5 separate regions of the Mus musculus genome follow, and regions 2, 3, 4 and 5 are each linked to region 1. A link is a contact called in public Hi-C and promoter capture Hi-C data. All regions are on one chromosome and are shown on one strand. Each heading gives the region's core, a stretch centred on a gene start, on an enhancer-like site or on the middle of the called end of the contact. The rest is flanking DNA. Distances are from core to core; before and after follow the strand shown.

Region 1 (2,862 bases), core at 142-2,641:
ATCAGATAGACAGTTCTCATGCCCATGTCCTGGCTTTTAAAAATAAGAGACAGCTTGGGATCTGGGTCAGCAGGCAGTGAGAAGAACAAGCCCCCTGCCGAAAGCCTGTTTCCAGGCTGGGTTGAGCAGGGCCTCTCTCTGTCTGGCAGCTTCCCGGGACACACAACCTGGTTAGCTGGGTGATTGGCGCCCCAAAGGGATGTGCCCAAACTTCCCACAATGCCTGAGCCCAGGGGAGGCTTGGAGCTCAGCCACCAGGGAGGAGGGGCCTGAGATGAAGTGAGGGGAGGGCCCTGTTCTGGCTCAGAGTTCTGGGGTCAGGGAAGGAAGAAGGGAGCTACGGAGTAGGGCGATAGAAAGCCTTTTTCAGAAAACTCACCGTCCATAGCTTGCATCCCACGGCGCTCCAGAGACCCCCAGCGTTGGCCTTTCTTCCTCTCACAACCCTCAGATACCTCATAGGAGCCTAAAGTGGTTACTGTGGGTCCTGTGAGCCGGGAGAAAGTAAGAACTGTAGGAATAGAGGGGCCTGGGGCTGAGGGGAAAGAAAGGGACGTGCATTCTTATATGGGAGCCCCGGAATTTGCAATCACACTGGAGAAGCCTGACTCACTCTGCCCAGCTCTGTGATTCTATTCCCTCAGCCACCTCTCATGCCTATGGAGGGGACCCCAGTCCGGCGCGGCCCAACCTCAGCACCCCTGTTCCCGGCTCCTCTCCCTCGCTCAGACAGAAGAGGGTGAGTGTTTGTTTAGCTTGGGGCATAAGAAGAGGGGTAGGGTGGGAACTAGGAAAGAAGGTTTTGGGAGGATCCTATATAGCAAAGCAGAGAAGGGAGGGGTGGCCGGCTCAGGAGAGGAGAGAAGGGGCTCTAAACTAGGCCGTTTCTCTTTCTCTCCCCTTCCCTCCCTCACCAAACCTCGCCCACCCCACCCTCTCCCGGTGGTCAAGAGCTTTGATGAACTAGAAGGGTGCAGGCTCTAGAGACAACTCCCCCGCCCCCCTCGTGAGCTGGAAACACAATCGGGCTGGAGAGACTAACTGGGGAGCGCTTGGGGAGTGACCGCTGGGAAGGGACAACCCAGGTCGAAAGATGGAGAGCAGTATCCGGTGGAGGCCAGGGTGAAGGGAGCCGACTCAGTACCAGGAGCACCTGGGGGTCAGAAGGAAGGAGAGCCGTAGGGGGAAGGAGCATAGGGAGCTGAGAGAGAGGCCGCTCTGACCTGGGCCAGGGCAGCTCCAGCCCGCGGCTCCCGCGCCGGCCCCGCCGCCTGCCTCCATGGCTGCTCCCGCCGCCGCCGCCGCCTCCCGAGCAGAAGCCGCAGCCTCCGGGCCGGGGACCGGGAGCCCGGTGCGCAGGGAGGAGAGAGGGCGGGCCGAGAGGGCGGGGCCTGGCCTGGCCACCTGACGCGAGTGCCCGCCTGTGGCCGCCCGGAAACCCTCCCCCAGTCCCCGGCTCCAGACCCAGTGAGGACCAGCAAAAGAGGTTCAAAACACGTCACTAAAGTGCCCCAGGCTCGTCCGAGGCAGCTTCAGGTCTGCTGCGCCTGAAAAGCGGACGTGAGCTACCGGGTCTTGAGGATGCGCCCAAGGAGTGCTAGCATGGCTTGGTTCTGGCTGCAGAACCCACCCTGGGTCCGCCACGCCTAGGGACCTCAGGGGCTAGTCTTGACGGATGATAGAACCGGGGGGGGGGTGGGGGTGGGGGGGGATGGACTGTTTCCTGCAGATGCGCAAACACACGCGCACTTCCTTGGTTCCCACACAGAGCCAGCGTCCCCATCCCCGCAGTCCACAGAACCCATCCCTCCGGGTAGCCTCAAGCGCCCCAGAGCTACTGCAGGGCTGGCGGATAGTTGAGACCTGCATGTGCCAAGTGCTAGGTGGTGGTACATCACTGCTTTCCCCGAAATCCCACCCAGCCAGAGCTCTCCTCCCAGTGTACCAAGTCCCTCTTTCTTCCCAGCCCTTTGAGCCACGCCCTCTGTGACCTGTGCAGTGTGGGCATCATTGATGTTCCCTGTAACAAGAAATGTGGGAAACCACGAAGCTTTTTTTCAACTTTTCATCTATTTATTCAAGAGATGAACTTGGTCTTGAGGCAGATTTGACATCTCAGCAGGTCTCATTTAGGTCAGAAGTGGATACTCAGGAATCTGCTCCCCGAGTTATAATCGTGGAGAGATTTCTAAGCTTGGTACCTCACACCAGTTCTTTCTCATGTATTCTCACTCCTAAAGTTTGGGCATGGCTTGGCTGGGTTCAACTCCCCAGGCTACTGGGCTCTCAAGCCCTCCATGTTCCTCAGGAATGAAGCAATTCCCTGCACATCTCAGGCTTATCAGTAATTTCAGCATTGTGTTGAGAGTTACTCTCCAGACACCCCATCCCTTCCTTTTTTTAGACTCTCCTGCTGTGCTCTTCTGACCCTCTGGGCAGCATCAGAGTATTGCCTGCTGTTAAGGTTGGGAAGTATCCTAGTTATCTTTGTATCTTCAGTATCAAAGTACCTGACTCATGGAGTAAATGAGTAACATGGAGCTTCCGACTAAGTTAACAACGCCTTCATCATTTATCCCAGATTTTTAACTCATGAATTTAAACTCACGTTCCCTATTAACAATGATGTCTGCCAGGCAGTGATGGCTCACACCTTTAATCCCAGCACCTGGGAGTCAGAGGCAGGCGGATCTATATGATTTAGAAGCCAGCCTGGTCTACCGAGTTAGTTCCAGGACAGCCAAGGCTACACAGAGAAACCCTGTCTCAAAAACCAAAAACCAACAAAACAAAAAAGTCCAGAAGTCAGTAGTAATTCCTCCCCCCGACCCCCAGCCTGATAATCAGAAAAATGAAGAATTA
Region 2 (2,862 bases), core at 200-2,699, 910 kb before region 1:
CCAAGCTTGAAAACCACTGTCTTAGCACAGGGGAGGGAGGTAATCAGGCAAAGGAGGCTGGGGGAGCCACTCTAGGAAAGCTGGTAGGGGCAATAACACCCTAGGGAGTCTGGTGCAGACAGTGAGAAAGACAAATCTTGTTTTGTTTTGTTTTCTTCCTTCAATGAAGTGATCAGATAAAGGTGGCTAGAAGTCTTTTCATACCCGTCTGCTGACAGATTTCTCCTAGGAGAAAGCAATGGATAGTCTTTTTTTCTCCCCAGAACATAGAGTGGAAGTTACCAGGGGCTGGTGGGATGGGGAGGAGGGGTTATTCTTTTAAGGGCACATGATTTCTGTCTGGATTGATGAAAAGGTTCAGGAAATGAGCACTAGTCATACTTGCACAATATTTAATGGTTTTTTGCTGTTGCATTGAATATTTAAATATGGTTAACATTGTATATTTTATATGTATGTTACAACTAAAAAAAAAAAAATAGCTGGCATTTTGAAGGGTAGAAAGATAGGAGCAAATGATCTTCAATTTAGCCCTCAGTACCTGACCTGACAAAGTCCAAGTGTGTGTCATAGAGAAAAGACAATAGATAAAGCTTTTGAGGATACTTGGCACTATTCTGCCTCTTTTACCTTGTTGCTCCTTAGGTTTACAGTACTTTTGAGCCCTGTAGAGCAGTATATCTCAGACTTCACTGTTCAGGGAACTGTCTGAGAACTTAGTTCAACTGCATATGTTAATTGAGTAGGCCTAAGGCCCTTCTAGAGGCATTCCTTCCTAGTTCTCAAATGATGCTGACACTCTGGTCCATTCTGGGAGAGCTGTGTAAATTTCATCTTCATCTACACTGTATCCTCAGAGTCATGAACTGATATAGGAGTTCAGAGGGCAGAACTGTGTCTTTGTTCTGCATTATAACTTATTTAGGGTGCTTCTATCAGTCACCTTTGTGATTTTAAAAAGGACCTCAACTTACCTCAAATTCTGTAGAATGAGGATGTTAGTATCAAATTATTTCTGTTCTTTGCTGCTTCTACTGCAGTTCCGGAGTTGTTGACCTTGTTTGCATAGAGGGTAAATGAACCCTGTTTGCAAGCTCTGGGGAAGCCTTACTGTAGTCTAAATCCCTGCAAACCAATTCCCTCTGAAGAGGGAGCAGAGTGGAGAGAACATGCTGGTGTGGGAATTTCCAGATTTGGACGCCAGTCTGAGTAATTGCCACTTTGGCCTCCTCCATATCCAAACAGCCTTTGCAGCACTGTTGAGAGGGTGGTACATAAAGTATGAATGTAATCATACTGCCATTATTTACTACCGTCGTTTATGTTGATGGTAACGACACTGGCAGTTGATCGATGAAGTGTGTGAGGAGGTTGGGGGAGGGGGCGGAGGGAATGCACGATGGCAGGAGAAAGAGGAACTACATCTCCCAGAACTCCCCTGACAAGCTTACACCGCGACGACGATGCTCCTCCCCTCCCACCGGCGCCCCGCCCCTCAGATGACGTCACAGAGGTGACATCACGGCGCCTAGAGCGAGGCTAGGGTAGAGAGGCCGACCGAGCTGGAGTCGTCGGCTTGTGGAGGAAGCAGCTGGGAGCTGGCGAGAGCGTGAGCGAGCGGGCGGGCAGGCGAACGAGCTAGCGCAGGCGGGAGGGAGCGGCGCACGGCGCGGAGCAGCGGCAGCCCGGGCCGCGGCGGAGCCTCAGTCGGAGGGCAGCCCGAGCGGGCGCCTCGGTCCCCGCCCCCACTCGGCGGGGCAGTGCCCGGTGTTCCCCCGTGCGGGGGGCGGCGGCTGAGCGGACCCCACGGGACCGCGCGGGTGTTGCCACCTCGGCCGAGGAGCCGGCGAGGCCGCGGGGCCCTGCGAGCTGGGCCCGGAGCCCGTGACAGACGGGCCAAGGAGGGGAGAGAGGCGGCGGCGGCGCAGGCGACGGGGAGGCAGCGGCAGCGGCGACACCATGTCATCCCCCAGTCCCGGCAAGAGGCGGATGGACACGGACGTAGTCAAGCTGTATCCTTCATGGAGGGGAATTCGGACTGCGTGTGGGGCGGGTGGGGGTGCCCACTCGAGGGCTCCGGGGCACTCCAGGCCACTGGCCGCGCCTCCCCTCCCTCCCCCAGTGCCTACGGCGGCCCCTTGGCACCTCCCCGGAGCCGAGGGCTTTTTCAGTCCCCCTTTATCTGCAGCCCCCCGAGATGTGCGTTGTTCTTCGCCTTCCTTGCACTCCCCCCCCACCCCCAGCCCCTGACTTTCCCTCTACGACGTTTGGATTCCTAAGACGGCCCTTTCTTAGGGGTGTGTGTGGGGGTATAACTAGACGCCTCCTTCGTCACCGGGAGCTCATCTTCAGGGTCTTTGCTTCCTGTTTGCTAGCTTTGGGTTTATGGGTTCATTATAGAAATTCCTGAGAGGGAAGCCTTTCTCTCTCTCTCTCTTTCTCTCTCTCTCGGGTGTCCCTGTTCCTTCCAGTCACAGTGCTGCTTAAACTGGGGTAACTCAAGCAACCTTCTTTATCCCTAATTCCTTTCTATATTAGGAAGAGAGTAGCCTGCCCAGGGCCCCCTCTTGTAATAAAGAGCTCCGTGTGTTTTAAATCAGACACTCCTGTTAAGCCTTCTGGTCTGGAGAACCTTCCTGTTTTTCTTTCTACTCACAAAGCCTATCCCACTCATAGTGCATGCAGTGAGGACCCCCAGGCCCTCTTAGCAGGCAGGCCACCCTCCATATTGTGGAACTGACAGCTGGGACGAAGGAGAGAAAGGAGCTCCCCGAACAAAATAGCCACTTGAGCAAAACTCCCTCTGAGGATATGGTTCTTGGGGACTGCTTGCCCTGATCTGGGCCAAGTGACACCTTTTAT
Region 3 (2,862 bases), core at 138-2,637, 680 kb before region 1:
ATGTGTATGCTGGTGCCCACAGAGGTCACAGGGGTGGTGTCAGAACCAACCCCTGAAACTACAGTTCCAAGTGAGGCATCTGTTGTGGGTACCGGAAACCAAAATCTAGTCCTCTGGAATTCTCCTACTGCTAAACTGTTTCATTTCTCTAGGCCCTATAACAACTTTTATTAAAGTACCTACTGAAAGGCTGAGTCAATAAGAAAGTAGGCAGTGCCATTTTTTAAAAAGGAACAGTCGCATTCTAGCAAGAACCGTCAAGGGCTAAGTAAAGCAACGCCGTGAGGACAGGGCTGTCAGGCAGTGTGAAGGACACAGTCTTTAGGCTCCAGAATGACAGAAAAGTGCTACAGCTTGAGAAAGCACATGGCATGGGACAGAGGTGACAATGAACACCCAGACAGCAGACACTGAGGGAGTTTGTAACCAAAGCCAACACAGCCCTCTGTGTTCAATCTTTCACACCAGATTCTTTAAGCAACTTACTACACAAAAATGTGGCTAATGCTCACCCACCTGTCAGAGGGGAAGCACTCTTCTACTCTCAGTACTGCAGCACCGCTTACAGCCAGTATCTGGCACAGAACCCCCAATGAAATAGGTGACAATGATAAAAAGAATTAGGAAGATGTATTTTTTGTCAAGTACAGTGCGTAGCACAGGCCTTTAATACCAGCCCTCAGGAGGCAAAGGCATGTAGATCTCTATGAGTTCCAACCAGCTAGAGCTACATAGTAAGACCCTGCTTCAAGAAAAAGATAGAAAGGGAAATAAACATGGGTCGCCAAAGCTTTCTATGCCTTGTTTAGAAGGCTATGGAAGGGAAGTATGAGCAATCACTTGGTGACTGAGTCCAACACAGCTAGCTACTCTGGCTCTTCCAGCTTGGTCGGCAAGCACGGTAAGTTCCAGGCCAGTCAAGGATACATAGTAAGACCCTGTCTCAAGAGAGGCAGGGGTAGGGAGGAAGGGAGGAAGGGAAGAAGGGAGGGAGGGAGGGAGGGAGGGAGGGAGGGAGGGAGGGAGGGAAGTAGGGAAAGAAGGAAAAGAAAATACATTTCAAACACATAAATGCTTAAAAGGCAGGCGAGTGGCTAAAGCTATACCTGTTTTGGGAAGGCTGTAGAGGGGAAGTTTGGTGTGATTAACCAACCACTTGGTGACTGGGTCTGAATACAGCTGCTTGGCTCTTTTTGTAGAATAATTGTTTGTCTGCAGCTGCTCCCAAATTACCAAAAATCAAATAAATAGCTGTCATGTGATAGCAGGATTAAAGGCTGCCTCAATTTCCATTAAGGAGAAATAACATAAATGGCCACAAGCACCGCCCCTCAGTCTGAGACCAGCACAAAGGCCACTTTTATTCAGACCCCGTACACTGTGAAATAGCATTGTGGCCTGGCTGCTTCTGGGGCAGGCCTCCCTTAATTCTGCTGGATCTGTCACCATACAATCAACACTCACGGAAAGCTGTTTCCTAATTTCTGAAAAACAGTTCAATGCATGAATTTTCTTCTCTCTCTCTCTCTCTCTCTCTCTCTCCCTCATTGGTTCTTTGTTGTTTTGTTAGTTTTTTTGTTGTTGTCGTTTTTGTTTGTTTGTTTTTTTGAGACACAGTCTCACTATGTAGCTCTGGCTGTCCTGGAACTCACTATGCAGACCAGGCCTGCCTCGAACACACAGAAATCCACCTGCCTCTCTGTCTCTTGGGTGCTGGGATTAAAGAAAGGCATGAGCTACCACAGCAACCTCTTTGGGGAGTGTCACTACATAAAACAAGCTGGCCTTGTACTCAGTAGCTAACCTTGAGCACCAGACCTTGCTGACTCCACACCCCTGTGCTGGGTTGTAGGTATAGGCTCAATGATACTGTCATGACTTTAAATTGAGATAACTGGGGGCTGGTGAGATGGCTCGGTGGGTAAGAGCCCCCGACTGCTCTTCCAAAGGTCCGGAGTTCAAATCCCAGCAACCACATGGTCGCTCACAACCATCTGGAGATCTGACTCCCTCTTCTGGAGTGTCTGAAGACAGCTACAGTGTACTTACATATAATAAATAAATAATAATAATAATAAAAACATTAAAAACACACAACACACACATACACACAACCAGAAAAACAAAAACAAAAACAAATGTGAGATCTAAATTGAGATAACTGAGCCAATGAGTTCTTTTCTGCATAAAATTAGGAGGTTAGCTCAATTAGTACACTGCTTGCTGTAGGAACTGAAACCCACCCACCCACATACAAGTGGGCGTGGCAGGCAGCACCTGTGACTATGATCCCAGTCCTGGGGACAAGGATAGGGTCTTAGAGGAGTGGAGCTCTGGAGTTGGGAATCCCTGAAGCTCTCTGGCCAGTCAGCCTTCCCCGATGGATGAGATCCATGTTTAATAAGATTCCCTATCTCAAAAAGTAAGGGGAGCAATGCAGGAAGGCACCCAAAGTCAACTTTGGGACCACACCCACAGGCGTGTGTGCACACCTACACAAGTGTGTACACGCGTATGCAAATGCATGTGTACCTACGAGCATGTGCAAATATACATGAACAAGTACATAAGCCACACAAAAAAACCATGGGAGTTATAGATTAGAGTTAGAGATATTATAAATGCCAATGCCATTCATTCATCTGGAATCTGCAATTCAATCCCTTATTCATTCATTCATTCATTCATTCAACAAATATGAGTTCTTGTAAGACATTATAATATCACTTTAGAGTGCATATTCTGAGAAAAACTGTGACCCTCAACTCTCACTTTCTATTTTTATTTTAAACAATATCTTCTTATAGAAATAACACATGTTCTCTGACACACCCCAAGAGGAAACAAAATAAAAAATTAAAA
Region 4 (2,862 bases), core at 112-2,611, 540 kb before region 1:
CCCATACCTGTTTTTGGCAGTGATATAGGACAGGATGTTTTGATTGAAGAACTTCAGGATCAAGGGGATGCAGTTGGCAAACACTAAATGTTGTGATACATATTCAAACTGAATTAAAAGATCAAAGCAGAAAAGTTTGCTTATTTGGGGGAAGATATGAAGCATGTATTTGAAAAAAAAAAAGACAGGAAAGTACAAATATAAATCCACTCATAAGAATATCTACTGTCGCCGGACGTGGTGGCGCAGGTCTTTAATCCCAGCACTCGGGAGGCAGAGGCAGGCAGATTTCTGAGTTCGAGGCCAGCCTGGTCTACAAAGTGAGTTCCAGGACAGCCAGGGCTACACAGAGAAACATTGTCTCGAAAAACCAAAAAAAAAAAAAAAAAAAAGAATATCTACTGTCTATTGTTTTATCAGTCTGTCAGTCTCTGAAATGGGGATACTCACATTCAGCCAGCCTATCTTACTTACAGACTATCTTATAATCTGCAGTGGATGCTACTAGCTTTTGATCAAAAACACAGTAAACATACAAGAAAGAAAGAAAAAACAACAAGCATACTCTACAAAAAAAAAAGCAAGAATTGCTGTGACTTTTTTTCCTAAGCCCAGTGGGAAAGAAAGCCTCCCTGAGGGAGCTGGTTTCCATACTCAAGGTCTGGGTTGTAATGCTTCAGCTGTGACTGATATACAGGGACAGGTGCCGCTACCTCTTGGCAACTGCTGGCATCAGTCAAGCTGGAGACAGCACATAGTAACCACTGGAATGTGGTTTCAGTACTCTGTCCAGTACGGGGCCTTATTTCTAATACTTAGACTATCAATGTGTCAGTGAATGAATGAACAAGAGCCTCTTCAGCCAGTCCAGGATGCCTTTGATGAGATAAATACCAGTACTAGGGCTTCTATTTGGCTCTCTTAAATCCATATGGGGTCCATGTCCAGGGAGACCTACTGGGGTAAGTGGCAATAAGAACAAAGGTATAGAGTTAGTCACCCTGGATTTTGTTTATGATGTACGGAGGAACACCAGAAACAAAGGATGCCTCCAAATCTGAGCCTAAGCATGCTGGGACAGTACAGAAACAAGGTAGAAAAGGCAGAGAACTATGGTGTTTTAAAACTGTATCTCTGTGTCATCTGCAAGAAGTAGCCATGGCAGAAGGGTAAGCTGCTTTCTGTTCCCGAGTATGTGGTTAGAGGTGGGAGTCAGCTTATGTCATAACTGCTTCTCTCTCCTAATTGGCATTTCCTCCCTGGAAGCCACCCAAAAGTATTTTCCAAGTTCTAGATAAAGGAGCTAGTACATACGTACTACTGAAAGTGGGAAGTTTTAAAACTCTGAGCTCTGTTCAGGCTTTGTCTGGACTTCCCCACGCTGACACACACTGTGGCCCGGCCATTCAGGACATCTCTCAGTCTGGCTATAGATCTATCTACTGCCCTTCAAGAGAAACACTGGGAAACACATCCTAGTGGATGCTGCTCAGCAAACACAGGATAAAGCCACAGTCTCAGCCCGTGCCGGCCTTCCCTGAACACGACTCTTTCTTTTATCAGGCTTTATTTTGAGTGCTTAGTTGGAAAATGGTGTAAGGCCTCAGGGCAGAAATGAGAAGGGTTCCATATTCCCAGGCTCTCTAAAGGAGAAGCTTCCATTCACTTGTCTGCATCTTGTCCTTGTACCTTGGTAATGCCTACAGCCCAAGGCAAACAATGCCTTTGTGGGAAAGCAAAGCAAAGTCTTGACTTTAACCCTAATCTCCCCACTTGAGATAAACCAGAGTGCAGTCTCAGAAGGCAGAGGTAGGAGGATCTCTGTGACTTTGAGGCCATCCTAGTCTACATAATGAGTTCCAGGACAGCTACACAGTGAGACTCTGTCTCAAAACCAAACCAAACCAGCAATAACAACTAAAGAAAAAAATTACCCAAAAATGCCACCAGTCCCCACCCCCCCCCCAAAAAAAACCAGGGATAAAATAAGGATTCCTAGAGGTGAGAAGCTCACAAAAGCTCTGTTGGATGTCAAGCACAATATAGGTATTTCATAATCATGTGTTATCAGATATACGATCCCTGATGATCCCTGTGGCTTCACATATCAGCCGATCATCTCTATCACCCCACTCAGAGGCAGAACTCCAGCAACATTTAATTAGTTTCCAAAAGCTCTCTGCTGTTTCACCTCTGAGCTTTCACATATTGGACTTTCTGCTTGAGCTGGGTTTTCTCTTTCCTGATAAGTCTCATTTCCTGGCTAACATCTGTTTCTCTGAGACTTAGGTTAAAAGTCAACTCTTCTCTACCTCAGGTTGGATTAGGTATTTCAACAGTGCCTATCTGTATCACACCACTCTACAAGTGGGCGTTTATGGATCTGTTACAAGACTGTGTGGCTTGTAAGAGTCTGATCTGTGTCTCATTTAGAATTAGATCTGATTCAGAATAGTGCTTCACTTACAGACAAGTATGGCCAATGTGCCCAGGGACCTTTCTTGAATGGCTGAACTGATTCTAACTAGCTAGGAGTATTCTTAAGAATCCCTAGCCAGACCTGGAGCTAACTTACAAAGAATATAGACTTTTGTATCTTTCTAGGATGGCTCCCCACATCCCACTCCATATCCCACCATACACTCATGCCACAAGTAGCTGGACTCTCTCATTCAGGACAAACAAAGGCCAAGTAAAATACACAGCAGTACAAGACTTCCTGTGTGGCCCCTATGGCATGAGGAATACTTGGAGCTTGAAATGTAGCGTCCCTAACTGCTCACCTGGTAGATATGGTTGAGTTTGAAGTGTTTGAGAAGTAGAAGGAGCAGGGCAGAGATACTCTTTACAATGATTTCCTTG
Region 5 (2,862 bases), core at 182-2,681, 520 kb before region 1:
AGGTTAGTTAATTTGCCTAAAGCCACACAGATAATAAATGGAGGTACTGAAACAGACAGACAGACAATTGGCCAGACAGACACTGAAACTTGGTGGTTTTGGCCATTCACTGTCAGCCAAGTGTCTGATCTCAGGAGAGTTGGTTTTATCTCTTTTACCTTTTGTCTCTAGATGACCAGACCCCTTTTCTGCTGCTGGGGATCAATTTAGAGTCTTGTGTAAGCTACACAAGCACTCCATCACTGAGCCACATCCCCCCAACTCCGTGGCTTCTACGTAGTAAAATGAAAGGTTAGGCTCACTGTGGTAGCATATTTTGTAATCCTAACACCTGAAAAACAGAGGCAGGAGGATCAAAGCTCTCCTCAGTTACACAGTGAGTTCAAGCCCAGCCAGGGCAAGTTGTCAATAGACGTTGCCATGGGCTGTCTCAAATAATTAAATCCAGATGAAATCGAATCAAATAAAGGCTAAACCAGATGACCTTCACATCCCCTTCCACATACATTTCGTTCCCCCTGAGTCCCTGCTTGTATGCAGTTTTGCTCTTGGTTGATAGATGGAATATGGCTAGATAAAATGTAGGGGAATAATAATAATTCATTCCTTTCCATGTCCCAAGTTAGTTTTTTTTGGTTTTGGTTTTGTTTTTTTCCTAAGAAAAGGTGGAAGATATTTAAATAGCCATCCCATTAGCTGCATCCTGGGACTGCTACTCTCAAACGTCGCCCTGGTCCTATCCCAGCTTGAATCCTGTCTTTCAACCCTCCTAGAAAAGGGGCGAGCTGTTCGCGGAAGGCGCTCCCTAAGCCACCGCCATCACCCGAGGGCAGGAGATATAGCAAGGGGAAGGCTGGTGCTCCAGGCTGGTCTGGTCCAGTCCAGTGCCAGTTGCTGCAGTGTGAAGAGGGAGGGCGTGCTGCCCGCCAGCCCACCCTCCCCTCCCGCGGCAGAGCTCGGGCTCCCGCCCCTCCGTCCAGTCCCTGCACCTCTATGCGCTGGTTCCCCATCGGTACACCGGGATCCAAATTCCGGCTTCACCGGGCGGCAGCTGTCAAGTATCTGGAAAGTATCTGTTACGCTCTTCGCGCCGGTTAGGAAAACCGCAGGCCAAGGCAAGAAAGCGGGCGACCCGCAGCGGGAAGGGACCGGGCTGAGGGCCGCTCCACCTCAGCCGCCGCTTCCCGCTGGCGGATACCTCCGGGTTCCTCACCTCCGACTCCCGCCGCTGGTTGCGGAACGTTTCCCTGCCCTTGGGCACGGCCGGCTTCCCTTTGCCGCCGTTGCCGTTCCCGTTCCCATTGCCGTTCCCGTTGCCGTTGTCATTAGCAGGAGAGCCGGCGGGCCCCGGTGCCGCGGGGTCGTCCATGCTGGGAAGGTTCCCTTCAGCGGTTCGCCTCAGCGGCTCCCTACCGTAGCTCCAAGATCTCTGCCCAGGGCGACCCCGCCACAGCGCGCGCCCGGGACCAGGCCCCGCCCCCTGAACTCCGATTGGCTGTAACTACTCTCCGAGGCCCCGCCCCGAGATGCGATTGGCTAATCAGCCATCCAGAGGCGGGGGCTCTTTCAAGGAATATTTTCCCCATGGACCCCCGGCATTTTTACTGCTCAGTTGCTGGTAGCCTGGGACTAGTAGACTCCACGTCCAGCTCCACGATTCGAATTCTGAACCCTGAGCGCAAGGCGGCTTAGCTCCGTGCTGCATGCTCTTTTCAGTGCTGTTCCTGTCCCACATAGCAGCCTTTTCCTGAGAGCCCTAGTCCATCCCTGGTCCAAAGTGCCTACGTTTCGGCGGTACTAGACCCGGACCCCCTCATCCAGGCTGCTGCACGCCTGTGACATCCCGCTTTGTCGCAGAAAGGGCTTGGCCTTCAGGATAACCTGAGCCACCACACCATAAACTTACCCTCTCAGGAAGCTTTCGGAAGAGAACTCTTGGAGGAGAGAATGAGAGTTGCGGGGAGGGACCTAACTGAAATCCCTGAGGGCTGCTCCCTGTCATTTGTCCCTAGCTGTGTGGGCGCCTTCTTTTTGGTGCGAATAGATGGCAAGCTCCCACCCTCACCCGCTGCTCTTTCCTTCCCATTTCTAAAACAATCCTAATCTAAGTCTAAGATGTTGAGTTCGATCCCCGGGTCCTCACTTGGTGGAAGGAGAGAATGAACAGCCAAAAGTTGTCCTTTGACACCAGACCTCCACACATGCTCCTGGTGTCCTCCCCGATTCCCATATACAAACAAATAAATATTTAAATTGAAAAGAAAAAAAAATCCTACGCCCTAAGAGCTAAAAGTAACCAGAAGGTAACCGGGTAGTTGAAGGCTGTGGATTCGGCTCTCTCCCGAATACAATTTAAATATATTGGCAGGTCTGGCTTGACAATGGATGAAGGGAATGGGAGGGACCAAATCGCTATGGTAACCCATGACTTTAAGACAGTGAAAGGATCATTGAGTTGGGACTGTGCCAAGCGTTGTATGTGTTTTCTTGGTACCACACCTCTTCCGGACAGGTTATTTTTTACGAATCCAGTTTTTATTGATGAGGAAATTCTGAAGCACAGAGAACACCCAAGGATTACATTAAGTCTTGTCTCAGTGTGGTAAGTATGCTGCTCTATAGAAGAAACTTCCGTTCACTTGGTTTACTTCAGTCTTGGCGTTTCAATTGCTGTGATAAAAATCCATGACCAAAAGTAACTTGGGTAAGAGAGGGTTTGTTTCATCTGATAGCCTACAGCTCATTACCTAGGGAAGCAGGAACTGTGCTTTCTGGCTTGTCCCTCCTCGCTTTTTAATACAACTGCTTACAGTGAGCCAGGCCCTTCCACATCAACCATCAGCCAAGAAAATGCCCCATAAA

What was found. Promoter capture Hi-C pulls out the DNA fragments that hold promoters and counts their contacts. Hi-C and Micro-C count contacts between places; a contact is called where the count stands out from the background.
Region 2: a promoter capture Hi-C map of liver shows a contact between it and region 1, with 5 times the contacts expected there. The contact joins the promoter of 1700095J07Rik here to the promoter of Ccdc136 in region 1. A contact is called at or near these places in 13 of 39 promoter capture datasets (the 3T3-L1 cell line, HPC-7-derived erythroid cells, cranial neural crest and 7 more) and 1 of 115 datasets of contacts at active chromatin or transcription factors (pancreatic cancer cells).
Region 3: a contact with region 1 is called in a Hi-C map of cortical neurons, with 4 times the contacts expected there. The contact joins the enhancer-like site here to the promoter of Ccdc136 in region 1. A contact is called at or near these places in 4 of 39 promoter capture datasets (the 3T3-L1 cell line, hippocampal neurons and liver), 2 of 484 Hi-C or Micro-C datasets (both in cortical neurons), 2 of 115 datasets of contacts at active chromatin or transcription factors (astrocytes and pancreatic cancer cells) and 2 of 9 other capture datasets (adipose tissue and liver).
Region 4: a promoter capture Hi-C map of 3T3-L1-derived adipocytes shows a contact between it and region 1, with 2.6 times the contacts expected there. The contact joins the enhancer-like site here to the promoter of Ccdc136 in region 1. A contact is called at or near these places in 7 of 39 promoter capture datasets (the 3T3-L1 cell line, 3T3-L1-derived adipocytes, the C10 cell line and 4 more), 2 of 484 Hi-C or Micro-C datasets (both in cortical neurons) and 1 of 9 other capture datasets (pancreatic islet).
Region 5: a promoter capture Hi-C map of liver shows a contact between it and region 1, with 6 times the contacts expected there. The contact joins the promoter of Strip2 here to the promoter of Ccdc136 in region 1. A contact is called at or near these places in 6 of 39 promoter capture datasets (the 3T3-L1 cell line, hippocampal neurons, liver and 2 more) and 1 of 115 datasets of contacts at active chromatin or transcription factors (embryonic stem cells).

Annotation. Positions count from the first base shown.
Region 1 is chr6:29,395,104-29,397,965 of GRCm38.p6, reverse strand. It overlaps Ccdc136 (coiled-coil domain containing 136), which reads right to left and starts at 1,391. Exons shown (of 18, transcript NM_001347071.1): 1 at 1,224-1,391; 2 at 380-487. The coding sequence starts at 1,281.
Region 2 is chr6:30,303,202-30,306,063 of GRCm38.p6, reverse strand. It overlaps 1700095J07Rik (RIKEN cDNA 1700095J07 gene), which reads right to left and starts at 1,449. Exons shown (of 2, transcript NR_166056.1): 1 at 975-1,449. It overlaps Ube2h (ubiquitin-conjugating enzyme E2H), which reads left to right and starts at 1,525. Exons shown (of 7, transcript NM_009459.3): 1 at 1,525-2,012. The coding sequence starts at 1,960.
Region 3 is chr6:30,077,641-30,080,502 of GRCm38.p6, reverse strand. All of the region lies in intron 1 of Nrf1 (nuclear respiratory factor 1), which reads right to left. Among named protein-coding and RNA genes, the nearest start is that of Nrf1, 31 kb to the right of the region's middle. Within about 2 kb of position 1,387, at least 21 of the 459 cell types and tissues checked have an H3K27ac peak or open chromatin away from gene starts, as enhancers often do. A contact at or near this core is called in cortical neurons, where this site is marked.
Region 4 is chr6:29,939,085-29,941,946 of GRCm38.p6, reverse strand. It overlaps Strip2 (striatin interacting protein 2), which reads right to left. Exons shown (of 21, transcript NM_177204.3): 16 at 2,784-2,862; 17 at 8-108. Among named protein-coding and RNA genes, the nearest start is that of Strip2, 24 kb to the right of the region's middle. Within about 2 kb of position 1,361, at least 36 of the 459 cell types and tissues checked have an H3K27ac peak or open chromatin away from gene starts, as enhancers often do. A contact at or near this core is called in 3T3-L1-derived adipocytes, where this site is marked.
Region 5 is chr6:29,915,582-29,918,443 of GRCm38.p6, reverse strand. Strip2 (striatin interacting protein 2) reads right to left here and starts at 1,431. Exons shown (of 21, transcript NM_177204.3): 1 at 1,214-1,431. The coding sequence starts at 1,369.